Regions from separate parts of the Oryctolagus cuniculus genome. Here region 1 is linked to region 2. The links are chromatin contacts, called in public Micro-C maps. All regions are on one chromosome and are shown on one strand. The core of a region is the stretch at or near the end of the contact, and the rest is flanking DNA. Distances in the headings are between cores, read along the strand shown. Region 1 holds the start of PSME4 (proteasome activator subunit 4). Region 2 holds the start of EML6 (EMAP like 6).

What was found. Hi-C and Micro-C count contacts between places; a contact is called where the count stands out from the background.
Region 1: a Micro-C map of ear pinna shows a contact between it and region 2, with 10 times the contacts expected there. The contact joins the promoter of PSME4 here to the promoter of EML6 in region 2. A contact is called at or near these places in 2 of 6 Hi-C or Micro-C datasets (ear pinna and an unstated tissue).

The regions. Positions count from the first base shown.
Region 1 is chr2:148,746,371-148,752,519 of mOryCun1.1, forward strand. PSME4 (proteasome activator subunit 4) reads left to right here and starts at 2,070. Exons shown (of 47, transcript XM_070069121.1): 1 at 2,070-2,347. The coding sequence starts at 2,106. It overlaps ACYP2 (acylphosphatase 2), which reads right to left and starts at 1,802. Exons shown (of 9, transcript XM_070069129.1): 1 at 682-1,802. It overlaps LOC138848622 (a long non-coding RNA gene), which reads left to right and starts at 4,728. Exons shown (of 2, transcript XR_011386648.1): 1 at 4,728-6,149.
Region 2 is chr2:147,923,453-147,929,563 of mOryCun1.1, forward strand. EML6 (EMAP like 6) reads right to left here and starts at 3,086. Exons shown (of 44, transcript XR_011386640.1): 1 at 1,546-3,086.

The DNA of each region.
Region 1 (6,149 bases), core at 820-3,319, 820 kb after region 2:
CTGCTTTATCAATAAACCTTTTATCCAGTAAACTCTTGTCAGGTTTCATCTCATCTCACCTGCCAGCCACCTTTACTCGCATGTATCACTCCCTTCACTGAAACTGTTTTGGTGCTGTCTAGTTCCCTGGAAACCCACCTACCTGTGTAACTACTGCTTCTGACTATTCTTTGTGATCTGTCTCCCTTTCCTCTATCATTAAACTCGAGGTTCCTCAGAGGTATGTCAAGAGCCCTAGTCTTTTCATTCTTTCCTCATTCCCTCCTACCCACCAAATTTCTCCTTTGTATCCCAGTTTAGATCACCCTTTTCAGCCACATCAATACTTACTCCATAAGCTTTCTGCCTACAGAGCTGTTTCTGCTGTGTTCTCTACCTCAAAGTCTTCATTATCCAGCTTCTCAAGCCAGAAACCTGGCATCATCCCATTTCTTTCCTCTCTTCACTCTTAATATTCAATCAACTACCTAGCTGAGGTTATTCTGCTGAAATAGCTCTCAAATGAATTTTACTGACTTCCACACCATCATTATGCTATGTCTTCTTAAGGAGTCCTCCAGTTCCCAATCCTGTCTGCTCCAATCTATTCTCTACAAAAGCCAAAGCGATTGTTCGAAACTGTAAATGAAGGGTGAACATTTACATTAGCAGTTAAGATGCCTGCATCCCACATCAGAGTACCTGAGTTCCTCCTGCTCCTGACTCCAGCTTCTCACCATTGCAGACCCTGGAATGCAGCACTGAGGACTCAAGCCATCGGGTTCCTGCCTCCCACCTTGGAGACCAGGATGGAATTGCCAGCTCCTGACTTCTGCTGCTGCTTCTGGTACTGGGGGAGTGACCCAGTGATTGCGGGTTCTATGTCTCTGTCTCCAAATAATAATTTTCAAAAAACATAATTTATATCATGCCACTCCTATGCACGAAATCTTTGAGAAGTTTTTCTTTAGGATAAGCCTCTAAATCCTCCAGCATTTCCTCCTCAGTTTCATTTCTCTACTGTCCCCTCTTGCGAACAATCTTCAGCCATCATAAACTTCTTCAAATTCCTACAATACCGCTTTCAGCCTTAGAGCTGTCGTCTCACTTGAAATATGAAAAGTCTCCCTTCCTTTTCTTACTTTGCTGTCAACCTTCCAGCATAATTTACCATTCGAGGAAACTACTTGTGGACACATCTCCAGGTCGAACTTCTCTTTAGAGATCCCTAGGCAACCTGTACTTACATAGTCATTAAGAGATTTCTCTTGTAACTCACTGGTCTATATCTCCGCTTCACAGTAAATCTCTGGAGGGTAGAAAACCAGGTGCTCTTAAAGCCTCCATCTCAAGAGCCTAGACACAGCGTCTGGCACACAAAATAGTCATTCGATTAATATTTGTTGAATAATCATCCCTTTCGTTAGGATGATGTTGGTCAGAAAGATAGGGGCTTAGTTTAAAGCAGACAGAGTAAAAAAATCTGTAAGGTACCGGTTGGATAGATACAGGGTATGCAGGCTTTTCCAAAAAAACCGCTTGTATCCTTGAGGCATTAGTTCCTCTGCCTGCGGGCCCAGGCCAATTCCTTTTGCCTGAGGCTGTGGCGATTAGGCTACCGCCAGGAGCGCGCGATACCAGGCGAGATAGGACAATAGCTTGGAATTCGGCCTCGTGCTTCCGGTGGGGAAGCCTCGTGCCCGGCCGGTGAGGCCCGGGGGTGGGAGCTCCAAGTCGGGCCCACGGCGAGGAAGGCGCGGCTCCTTGGGCGCACCGCCGCCACCGCCGCTGCTACCGCCTCCTCCGACGCCGTCGCCCCGCCCCGCCCCGCCCCGCCCCGGAAGTGACTTGAGGCCCGTCCGGAACTTCAGGGCCCGGCGGCTGCAGCGTCACCAGCCGAGCCGGTGCGGGGTGGGCAGAGCGGCCGCTGCCGTCGCCAACGAACCGAAGACCGCGCGGGGCCCAGCTGCGCGTCGGCCAGGGGAGGGGGCCTAGCGGTCGGGCCGAAGGGTGACGGGCCGCCGGCGGCCGCGGGGCGCCGACGACGCGGAGGAGGCGGAGCCCGGAGAGGGGTGGGGGCCGGGGAGGGCTAGGGTGGGAGGGGGTGGGGGGGTGTCCCTGTGCTCATGGAGCCGGCCGAGCGGGCGGGAGGCGGGGAGCCCCCGGAGCCGGGCGGGCGTCTCGGGCCGGGCTGTCGAGGCTTCGTGCCGCAGAAGGAGATCGTGTACAACAAGCTGCTGCCCTACGCCGAGCGGCTGGACGCCGAGTCCGACTTGCAGCTGGCCCAGATCAAAAGCAACCTGGGCCGGGCCGTGCAGCTCCAAGAGCTGTGGCCCGGGGGCCTCTTCTGGACCAGGAAACTCTCCACGTAAGTGTTCCCAGGCCTGCGAAATGGGTCGGGGCACAAGGCTCCGTGGGAGGGCATCGTGGGGGTGTGGGTTGAGGGGGCTAGCTCTTTGTCCGGGCTGCTGGACCTAGCTAATGCTCTGTCCTGGACGGAGCTGTCCCCCCTGCGACAGCAGCTTGTAAAGCTTTCAGGTCTCCTTCCTGCGACCGGTCTCCAGGACCTCCCGGGACCTCATCCGCCCTCTGCGTCCTCCCAGCTGTCCCTCGTCGAGCGGCGGTGTTGTAGTCTTCCGGCCCCTCGGGCCCTGGGGCCCGGCGCGGGAGAGAGGAGCCGTCTCGCAAAGCCTTCTTTGGGGCTTTGCGTATGGGGAAGGCGGGGTGATAGCCTTGGTTTTCGGGAGAGGAACTCCTGACTTGTCTGCTTCTCCTCGTGCTTCCTCCTCCTCCTCTTCCTTCCCCTGCAGTCCCCGCCTCTACTCGTGTCGGTTCGCGTCTAGGAACTTTCTGAATGGGAAGGAGGGCGTTGGGAAACACTGCTGGGTTCTGCTTTGTGGGTCTGCTCACTTTCAGTGGATTTGATTGAGAAGACTGGTTGAAAATCAGCCCTCAGAGTATTCTTGGGCCCACCATGGGACGTTAGTGTTGAGAGTGTTGTCTGAAACCTTAGAGAAGTGTGCGGTATTCCTCTTGTGACATTTCCTTTCGCCAGACCTTTGCGATACTCCGAGAAATAGATGCAGTGTCAGGTTGTGCTGGGCGATACTAGCATCAAACTTGAGTGCTTTGTTAAGGCGCTCAGACGAAGGCAGATTACTGAATTAGTTGCAGGAGTTGTGTTGTTGGCATCGTCTCTAAAAACCAGCTGCCACCTATAGTGTCAGTGAAATTACGGTCGGGGGGGGGGGACCCAAACACCCCCAGTTAAAATAGTGTGCGGGCAAAAGGTTAGGGAGGTTGTTCACTAGAGGGGTATTTTCAGTGTCAGAACTTTGGAAAACATTCTCTGTATCTTGTTTGGTTAATGTGCATACGGTTCTACTAACAGTGTTCATGCGTGTGAATGTTGGTAGATGAACACACAAGACATAAGTCACTTACTCAATGTTTACCCAAATCTGCTGAGTGAACTGGGTGATGACTCAGGGTTTTGTAATGCAATAGTCACCCTCACAGGATGATTCTTATCTGCCAGTTATTAGGGGACCTCTGACAAATTTCTTTTCTTTGGAGGGGGGTGTAGGTGGGAATAATTAGCTTTTTAATTAAGACAGGTGGGAATAATTAGCTTTTTAATTAAGAACCAAAGCTAAAACAGTATTCCCCTTCATAGAGCAACCATAAAATGACAAAAGTGTCAGCTCTCTTCCTGACCAGAGTGTAAAGTTTGTACTCTGTTGGGATCCGTGGAAGGATTGTGGAGGAAAGGAATGTAACAGGGAAAAGAACCTCTGTCAGTCAAAACAGAAGAATGTTTTATAAACAATTACAATTTGAACACTTTTTCAAGTGCGCCTTCTAGGTGTTTGTGTTATTACTCAGGCACAGTAACAATAAAGTTTCCTTGTCAGTTCCATTAATTTCCTATTTAAATCACTTGTATTAGACTTGCCAGAGAATACCATTTGGGGTGACACAAACAGCTTCTTTTAGAGGCACAGTATATAACTGTGCTAAAATGTGAAGACGTATCTGGTTTGGATTTATGAAGCTGCAATCTACATAGGCCTAGATAAGGATTGTTTAGTGATGTTATTAACAAGTCTGGTAAATTAGCACCTACAGTTTTGTTACTGTTAATAGACAAAAGTTCTTACCTAGAAAGGGCTAAAAATACAGTGGAGACAGCACATGGTGTTTGGGACAGGATTGCAGTTAGTGGCTTAATATATATATATATCTAACCAGCGAGAAATGCTATCAGGTAGAATTTTATTTTGGAATGGTGATTAAATACAGAGAACTGATTCTTGTGGTTGCACTGTGTGACATTTTGAACTTGTTGGGTGGGACGTGTTGTGGTCTTGGGTGTGTTTTTTCTCTTAAGTCATGTTAAGGTCACCTGTTTATAGTCGTGCTTGTTTTTTAAGCCTTGTATGTTGCATAAGTTAACATCTAAATAATGCCAAAATCTGTGATGATAGCTGAGTAGTGGTCATGTTTAGCACTTTGTAGCAGAATGGAAAATAGTAATGAAAATAAAATCTAGTTTCTCCCATATCTGCAACTTTGGGAAGCTTAATCATGCACTTTAGTATTCTTGTGAGTGAAACAAGAAAATTGAAATAAATAATTCCTGGGAACCATTCCTGTTATGGTGTTCTGTGATCTTAGGTATTTATTTTTATCCTGTTGAGCTCAACTTAAGCCTGTTGTATATTTTTCTAGAAGGAATGTGCGTGTAGTTTTTTTTTTTTTTTTTTTAAATTAATTTATCTATAAGGCAGAGTTACAGGGAGACAGCGAGCGAGGTCTTCCGTCTGCTTGGTCACTCCCCAAATGGCTGTAACGGCCAGCACTGGGCCAATCTGAAGCCAGGAGCTTCTTCCGGATCTCTCTCACTGGTGCAGGAGCTCAAGGACTTGAGCCATCCTCTGCTGCTTTCCCAGGCACATTAGCAGAAAGCTGGATCGGAAGTTGAGCAGCGGGGACTGATCAGGTGCCCATATGGGATGCTGGCACTGCGGGCAGCGGCTTTACCCATTACACCACAGTGCTAGCCCAAGTTTTTTTTTGTTTTGTTTTTGACAGCTTACGTATGTTTTAATTATATACACCTCATTTTTAAAAAACAAAACATATAAAAAGAACAGTTTGAAACTTATTTCAAATCTTTTTTTTAAAGATGTATTTATTCGAAAGGCAAAGTTACACAGAGAGAGATCAATTGATCAATGGATCGATCCATCTCCTGGCTCACTCCCCAAATGGTCGCAGAGGCTGCAGCTGGGCTCATCCGATCTGGAGACAAGAGCTTCTTCCAGGTCTCCCACACGGGTGCAGAGTCCCAAAGACCTGAGCCATCTTCTACTGCTTTCCCAGGCCATAGCAGAGAGCTGGATTGGAAATGGAGCAGCTGGAACTTGAACTGGTGACCATATGGGATACTGGCATTGCAAGCCACAGCTTTATCCACTCCACTATGCCATAGCACTGGCCCCTCAAATTTACTTTTAAATATAGATGAGAGAAGCAGATAAATTTTGTTGCGTAGTTTTTAAAGTACTGGAATTGGTTGCATAGATCAAGTACATTCCTAGAGAAGATAGTGTGAATGTTGTTCAGAGGCACTGGAACCGTACCACTAACCTAGGTATCATGAGTTCTGGTTTCAGAGGTACTCATGCTCTCCATTTAGCCCTGGTTTTTGACTTTGAATTATTTTATTTTAGTGTTCATTTTAGGAACACTAAAATGTTTGAGACTTGTAGGTCTGTTTAGTGTCTTTGACAAAAGGTTATTTCTGTGCGTTTTAAAAATTGGCCCTGTAACGTAAGCTCCTTTGTACAATTTATAAAGCATTAGGGCTACCTGTTGAAGAAAATCTTATGATGCAATACAGCACCGGGCAAATTTTTAAGGAGGGAAGAAACAAATTAGAGAAAGTGGGAAGAAAATGTGGTCCTTGGAAAATGGCAGTGAAGTTTTTCTCATGGACATGGTAAGTGAATGGTATTGTGCATAACTTGTATGGCCTATGTAAAGGAAGAGAGTTTGAAAGAGGCAGTATTGAAACAAGCTTTTTTGTTTCTCTTGTCTTCTTGACCATTTTTTTTTTTAAATTATTTTTATGTATTTGAAAGGCAGAGTTTCAGAAAGAATGAGAT
Region 2 (6,111 bases), core at 1,836-4,335:
TTAAATCTTTAAACACCTAACCTTTTCATGAGTCACTATTAATCATTTGCACCTGTGACTTCAATAATCAGCCTGGCAATTAGAGAAGCAAAATCTGCAGGACAGAACCAAGCAAGGATGCCCCCAATCGCAACCACTGCCACACCAAGGAGGGAAAAAATGACTTTTTTGCCTTACATGACATGAAGAAAGTTTTACATGTCAGTTTCACCACATCTTGAGGACATTAGTTCCCAGCGTTTAAAATCTTAATCTTCTCAAAGCCAAGAAGTCTTTAAAAAAAATCTTACTGTACTAATATTTTTAAATATTAAGTTCTTGACATCTGTAATAATTTTTCCACTTGAAGTCTCAGTGGGGGGAAAAAAGGCTGCGGAATAGGAGCATGACACTTGGGGGTGGGGTGGGGCTAGGGCTGATCTTTCAAATCACTCCCCCCACCAAGAAACTAGGATTGTTGCTGTTATACCACATACCCAGTTATTTCACTGGGAAAGGCAAATTTAGAGCAGAAGTGGTAATATTCTGAAAAGGCAACAGAAGCTGTTCTATACCAATGAAACACACAACTTTGGAAGGCACAAATATGGTCTTTCCGTTGTGGTCCATCTTCAGCAATTCATTTTCCCTGAGCCCTAAGCCTCCCTATCATGGACATCTTCCTTAACTGCCAAAGGCTGATGCAGATTCCCTGTGTACAGCATCTGGACCACACCTTGTTTAGTCACACAGGAAGCTGACAAGTGCTGGAGGGAAACATGTCTGGTCCAAAGAAGAGAGAACAGGGCCAGGAATCAAAACATGCCCCCATTGTATTTAATAGGGAGGACCCCTAAAGTGGCTCTTCTACCCATGGAGTTTTCCCATCTGCCAGTCTCAGACCATCAGCCACCAGATGTTGGTCATTCTGCGGGCTGGTTGATAGGACTTTGTGGTCCAGCAGCGGCCAGCCTTTTATAACCTTCACGATGTTGTGGAAGCGTCCATTTAGTCTATCAATATTCTTCGGGCATTCAAGCACTGCCAAGTCAAACATCAGAGAGCAAACTCCCTACCCATGCAGAAATTCCCCAGGTCGGAAGCATCTGGGATGAAGATTCCAGATTACCTGTAGCGAAATTTCTTTTTCGTTTGTTTTGTTTTTTAAATCCTCTTGTGTGCTGAGGAAGCTACCAAAGAGCTTCCAAAAAATGAGACCCACAGTTTAGGCTATTGGTCCCACCATTTACCTAGGGAAGGAAGAAGTGTTTCATAGTTACTGGGTTCCTTCCACTTGTAGCAGGAACCAAACACTACAAAGCATCAGAACACTCAACTCCTTGGAGATTTAAAAGGCGTCCGGAGAGATAAAGAGAAAAGAGACCTTTCCCTCCCTACCTGCACCCCCTGTGCTCTCTCTGCTCCAGCCCCAGAATCAGCAATCCTCTGTAATTCCCTGCGACTCCAGGGATCCTTTATTCCACGGGGCTGCCGGGTCTGACCCTGGGAAAGCCCGGCTGGGCATCCTTCTCCCCACCCGGCCACCCTCCTCTCCCCACCCCTTACCTGATAATGTCGTCGTTGTGTCCCAAGAAGAATTTCTGGCTGTGCTCGCGGGTGTTGTACACCACCCCGACCCCAGCCACAAAGTAGACCACCTCCTTGCCAGCCGTGTAGTACAGGTTGTTGCGGCACTGGTGGCCCCGGTACCCGTACACCCACTCCAGCCGGAGCTGGCAACTGGGAGCTGTCCGATCCGCCATGATACGCCGACCCCACTCGCCCCCGGCCCCCTGCGCGCGGGCTCTGTCCTCGCCCAGGCTGGGCTGCGGCGGACCTGCAGGGTCTCAGGGTGCAGCGCCGGGCGCTGATTTCCGCGGCGACGCACAGGCACAGCCCAGCGCGCCGGCCGCCACCATCATCCGCCGCCGCCGCGGGAGACGAGCTGCCGCCGCCGCCGCCGGTGCGCGGCCGCCAGAGCCCGCGGGGTGCCCGGGCTCCCGTCCCCGGGCGGGGCGGCCTCGGGGGCGCTGGCACCCGTGCGCGCGCGCCTCACTGCACCTGCGGGCGCCGGCTCCCAGGAGAGGATCGCGGGGCGCCCACCCCGCCTGGCACCGCGGCGATCTGCATATCCGAGCCCCGATTACCCAGTGCGCTCACTAAGTTTGCACCGCGCGGGGGCTTCGCGGCAGGCGGCGGGATTTATCCTGTGACGGTTGTTATCTGACAGGCGGCCCGGATGAGCTGTGCCATCAAGCGGCCTCGGATCCCAAACCGACCATCTATGTCCAGGAGGCGAGAGCAAGGGGAAAAAGAAACAGATTTTTTTTTTTTTTTTTTTGCATAAGTCACCTCGTCTAAGAAAATGACCCGCAAACTAAACCAAGGTGGTGGCGGTTGTTTTTAATTGTCAACTGTTACCCCTTTCTCCCTCCAGAGTCATCTCCTCAATGATGTGAAATGTGCACTAAATGCTGCTGACTGGCAGCTGCTGATACGATTTGAAGGAACGTGTTTAGTTCCCCATTAAGACAATTCTGCAAGGGTCACTTTTCAGATGCGACACGCAGTTGTCATGGACGTGTTGAAGATTCACACACACACACCCCGTGGCCCTCCTTGTCATAAAGAACTTAGCCGCTCTCACTAAGCAGCAACTCCAACCGCAAGCGTCGTTCAGGATTTTCTGAATCGGAGACCCAGGCACGAGTGCCGCTGGAGGGGGAAGCGAGCAAGCGGCAAACATCACGTCCCTCGCCCCCAGGAAGGTCTGCGCTAGCTAAAGGGTCCCGCGGGCGAAGGGGGCAGGGTCGCCGGACACTGGAGGCTGAGACCGGACCCCCTCCCCCCACCCGCCACACACACACACACACACACACACACACGCCCCGGGCGTCGGCCGCAGGGTCGGGGATGCCCGCGTCTATAGGGACGCCCGGAGCCGAGCGTACAGCCGCTCCAACGGCGTCTGCACGCCTCCCGCGCCCGAGCCAGCCTCGCCCGCGGAGCATCTCTGTTTCTCCGTCTCTAACCTCTGCTGCCAGCGGGCGCCGCCGGCGCGTCCGGGATCCCGCACTGGCGAGCGAAATCCTCTGCCTGCCTGCCCTCCCCTGCCCTCCCCGCCTCCCGCCTCCCGCACCCGGGGCTGGGCTTCGTCACTGGGGCGCCGCGGGAGACAGGCTCTTCCTCCAGCCGGGGTTCCGGGGGCGGGGCCACAGCGCCGCTTTCTGGAACCGCGGCCGCAGGTTACTAGGCGAAACCTCGGCTCTAGGAAACGGCAACGCCCGGGAGGACCGGGGCCGCCCTCCCGCTCCCCCTGCCCCTATGCATTCTGGGAAGTGTAGTCGTCCCTGCACCAAGCGGGGTGGGAAGCGCGCGGTGTGGACCACAAGTCCCAGGATTCCGCGCGCCCAGGGGGCCGAGCGGGGCGTCGCTGGCGTCAACGGAGTTTGTGTTTCTCTGACTAAGCAGACCGCGGCTCGTTCGCGGCGGCAGCTTTTCGTTGATGGCCTCGTCTAGTGAGTTGGACGAGTCGCCCGGCCGCGTGTTCCTGTGGAGAAGAGCAGTGAAGTTGGAGAGCGGTCTCTACGGCCCACTGACAGAATTTCTCCGGCCGATGCCCTGCGCTGACGCTCCTTACCTCCTACATTGGTTTTCCTTTTTACTTGGCTAGTTTATAATTTGAGGTGCTGGGCTGCCAACTTTAAGGAAAATGCTGGGAATGTGGTCTCACTCTGCCCTAAGACCCGGTGCCTCCTAAGTCAGAGGACTTAACGTATTTACGGATAACCAGATTTTGGAACCCAGGAGCTACTCCCGCCATGAACAACTACTCCTGGCCCTCAAACGAAGAAGCCGGTGGTATTTCTCTTAAAATTGCCCAAGATGAACTATGCATCCACTGTGTTCTGACTAGCTATTTTTCAACTTGGGGCCATCGGCGGCCTTTTGGAAAAGGAGATACCGAAATCCAGGGACTAAGAGGCTGCAAACGGGTGACAGATTGGACATTTGGAAAGTCCATTCCATTCTCTCAGTGTTTTGTTTTGTTTTGTTTTGTTTTGATTGATTGATTTGAAAGAGTTACACAGAGGGAGGAGAAGCAGAAAGAGAGAGAGAGGTCTTCCATCCGTTGGTTCACTCCCCAATTGGCCACAACAGCCGGAGCTGTGCTGATCTGAAGCCAGGAGCCAGGAGCTTCTTCCAGGTCTTCCATGTGGGTGCAGAGGCCCAAGGACTTGGGCCATCTTGTACTGCTTTCCCAGGCCACAGCAGAGGGCTGGATTGGAAGTGGAGCAGCCAGGTCTCGAACTGAGGTCCATAAGGGATGCCAGCGCTTCAGGCCAGGATGTTAACCTGCTGCACCACAGTGCCGGCCCCTCCTATGCAGTTCTTAATCTATCTCAAACTTTACTACAGTCCTCTGAGCTGGTAGGGGATCTTGAGAAGATTAGAAGAACCAGAGTTTGGATAAGTGGTGCTACCTACAGCAATGAGGAGGATGTGAATTTATCCCATCTTTCTTTTTAAGGATACAGATCTACAAATACTGTAATGTGAGATAGCACTGTGGTCAATAAGGATACTACCAAAATGGCCTGGAAAGGGTTTGAAACATAAGCAAACATATAGATGATCAGTAATGCTGTACCATAAAACAATGCAAAATGGATTATATAAAGGCAATAAGTTGTATATAGGAATTAAGAACAGGAGGATCTTTTCCAGATTTAAGAGATCAGGAAAAGCTTTGTAGAAGATAGGAAATAAAGTAATAAGTATAGAAATAGGAATAGGTCGAATTGAGACAAGGAAAGGTGAATTGAAAGAATCTTTTGCAAGGTCAAAATAATACATAAAAGGGTAGATGCAAAAATACAAAACCACAGATTTAGAGAACACTGAAGAGAATACCCAGTTTGGTGTAAGCGAATGCAAGTAAAATGAGAAGGGGACATAACTTGGAAGGTTAGATTGTGGATGGCACTGAACACAGAGGCTTGCAGTATATCCTTAAAATAATGGAGAAATGTTAGATTTTTGTTCTTAAAGAGGAGAACGATAAAAGTAGTAGTAATCAAAGCATGAAATAAGTGGTAGGGGTCTTAGTGCTTGAAGTACTATATTGGATTTGGTGGCAGTTGTACATAAAGGAAGGGACTTGCAGAGAAAATGTGAAAGTGTGTTGAAAGGAATCTCCAGGCCAGCGCTGTGGCGCAGCAAGTTAAAGCCCTGCCCTAAAGCCCAGGATTCCCATATGGGTGCCTGTTCAAGACCCGCTGCTCCACTTCCAATCCAGCTCTCTGCTATGGCCTGGGAAAGCAGTGGAAGATGGCCCAAGTCCTTAGGCCCCTGCACCCATTTGGGAGACCCAGAAGAAGCTCCTGGCTCCCGGCTTCAGATCCGCACAGCTCTGGCTGTTGCGGACAATTGGGGAGTGAACCAACAGATGGAAGATCTCAGTCTCTACCTCTCTCTGTGTAACTCTGACTTTCAAATAAATAAATAAATCTTAAAAATAAAAGGAATCTCCTAAACAAATAGAAATAGATGTAACATGTTCATTTCCTAAGTTATCCTTAGCATAATTAATAACCACCATGCCACATGAGATTATTAAATAAGTTGTAGGAATGAGTTCTGGATCTGCTACTTAAACCTTACATAAATCACTAAATTCTCTGATCTACAGTTTCCTCATTTAATGAAATATCATAATACTTACAGGATAGTTGTGAGAATGAAACAATATAATACACATGTGAAAAGAGTTAATGTATAAAGCATTAAATTACAATTTGGCAGTATAATTTCTACTTGAAAGAGTACGATTAATTAGCAGTATTCTTTAGAAATAAGCAATCTAGAACAGCATGAATAAAACAATAATCCTGTGTTTTTAGGATGAATAGTACTTAACATGTTCCAGGGACTGCAAATGGTACTTTGTATCTATCAATAATTTAATCTCCCATGTGGATGCAGGGGCAAGCACTTGGGTCATCTTTTGCTGCTTTCCCAGGCACATTAGCAGGCAGCTGAACTGGAAGTGGAGCAGTCAGGACTCAAATGTAGAAAAACGATAGATTTAGAAAAATCACCCCAGTGAGGTCATTGATTTAGACATAGGTG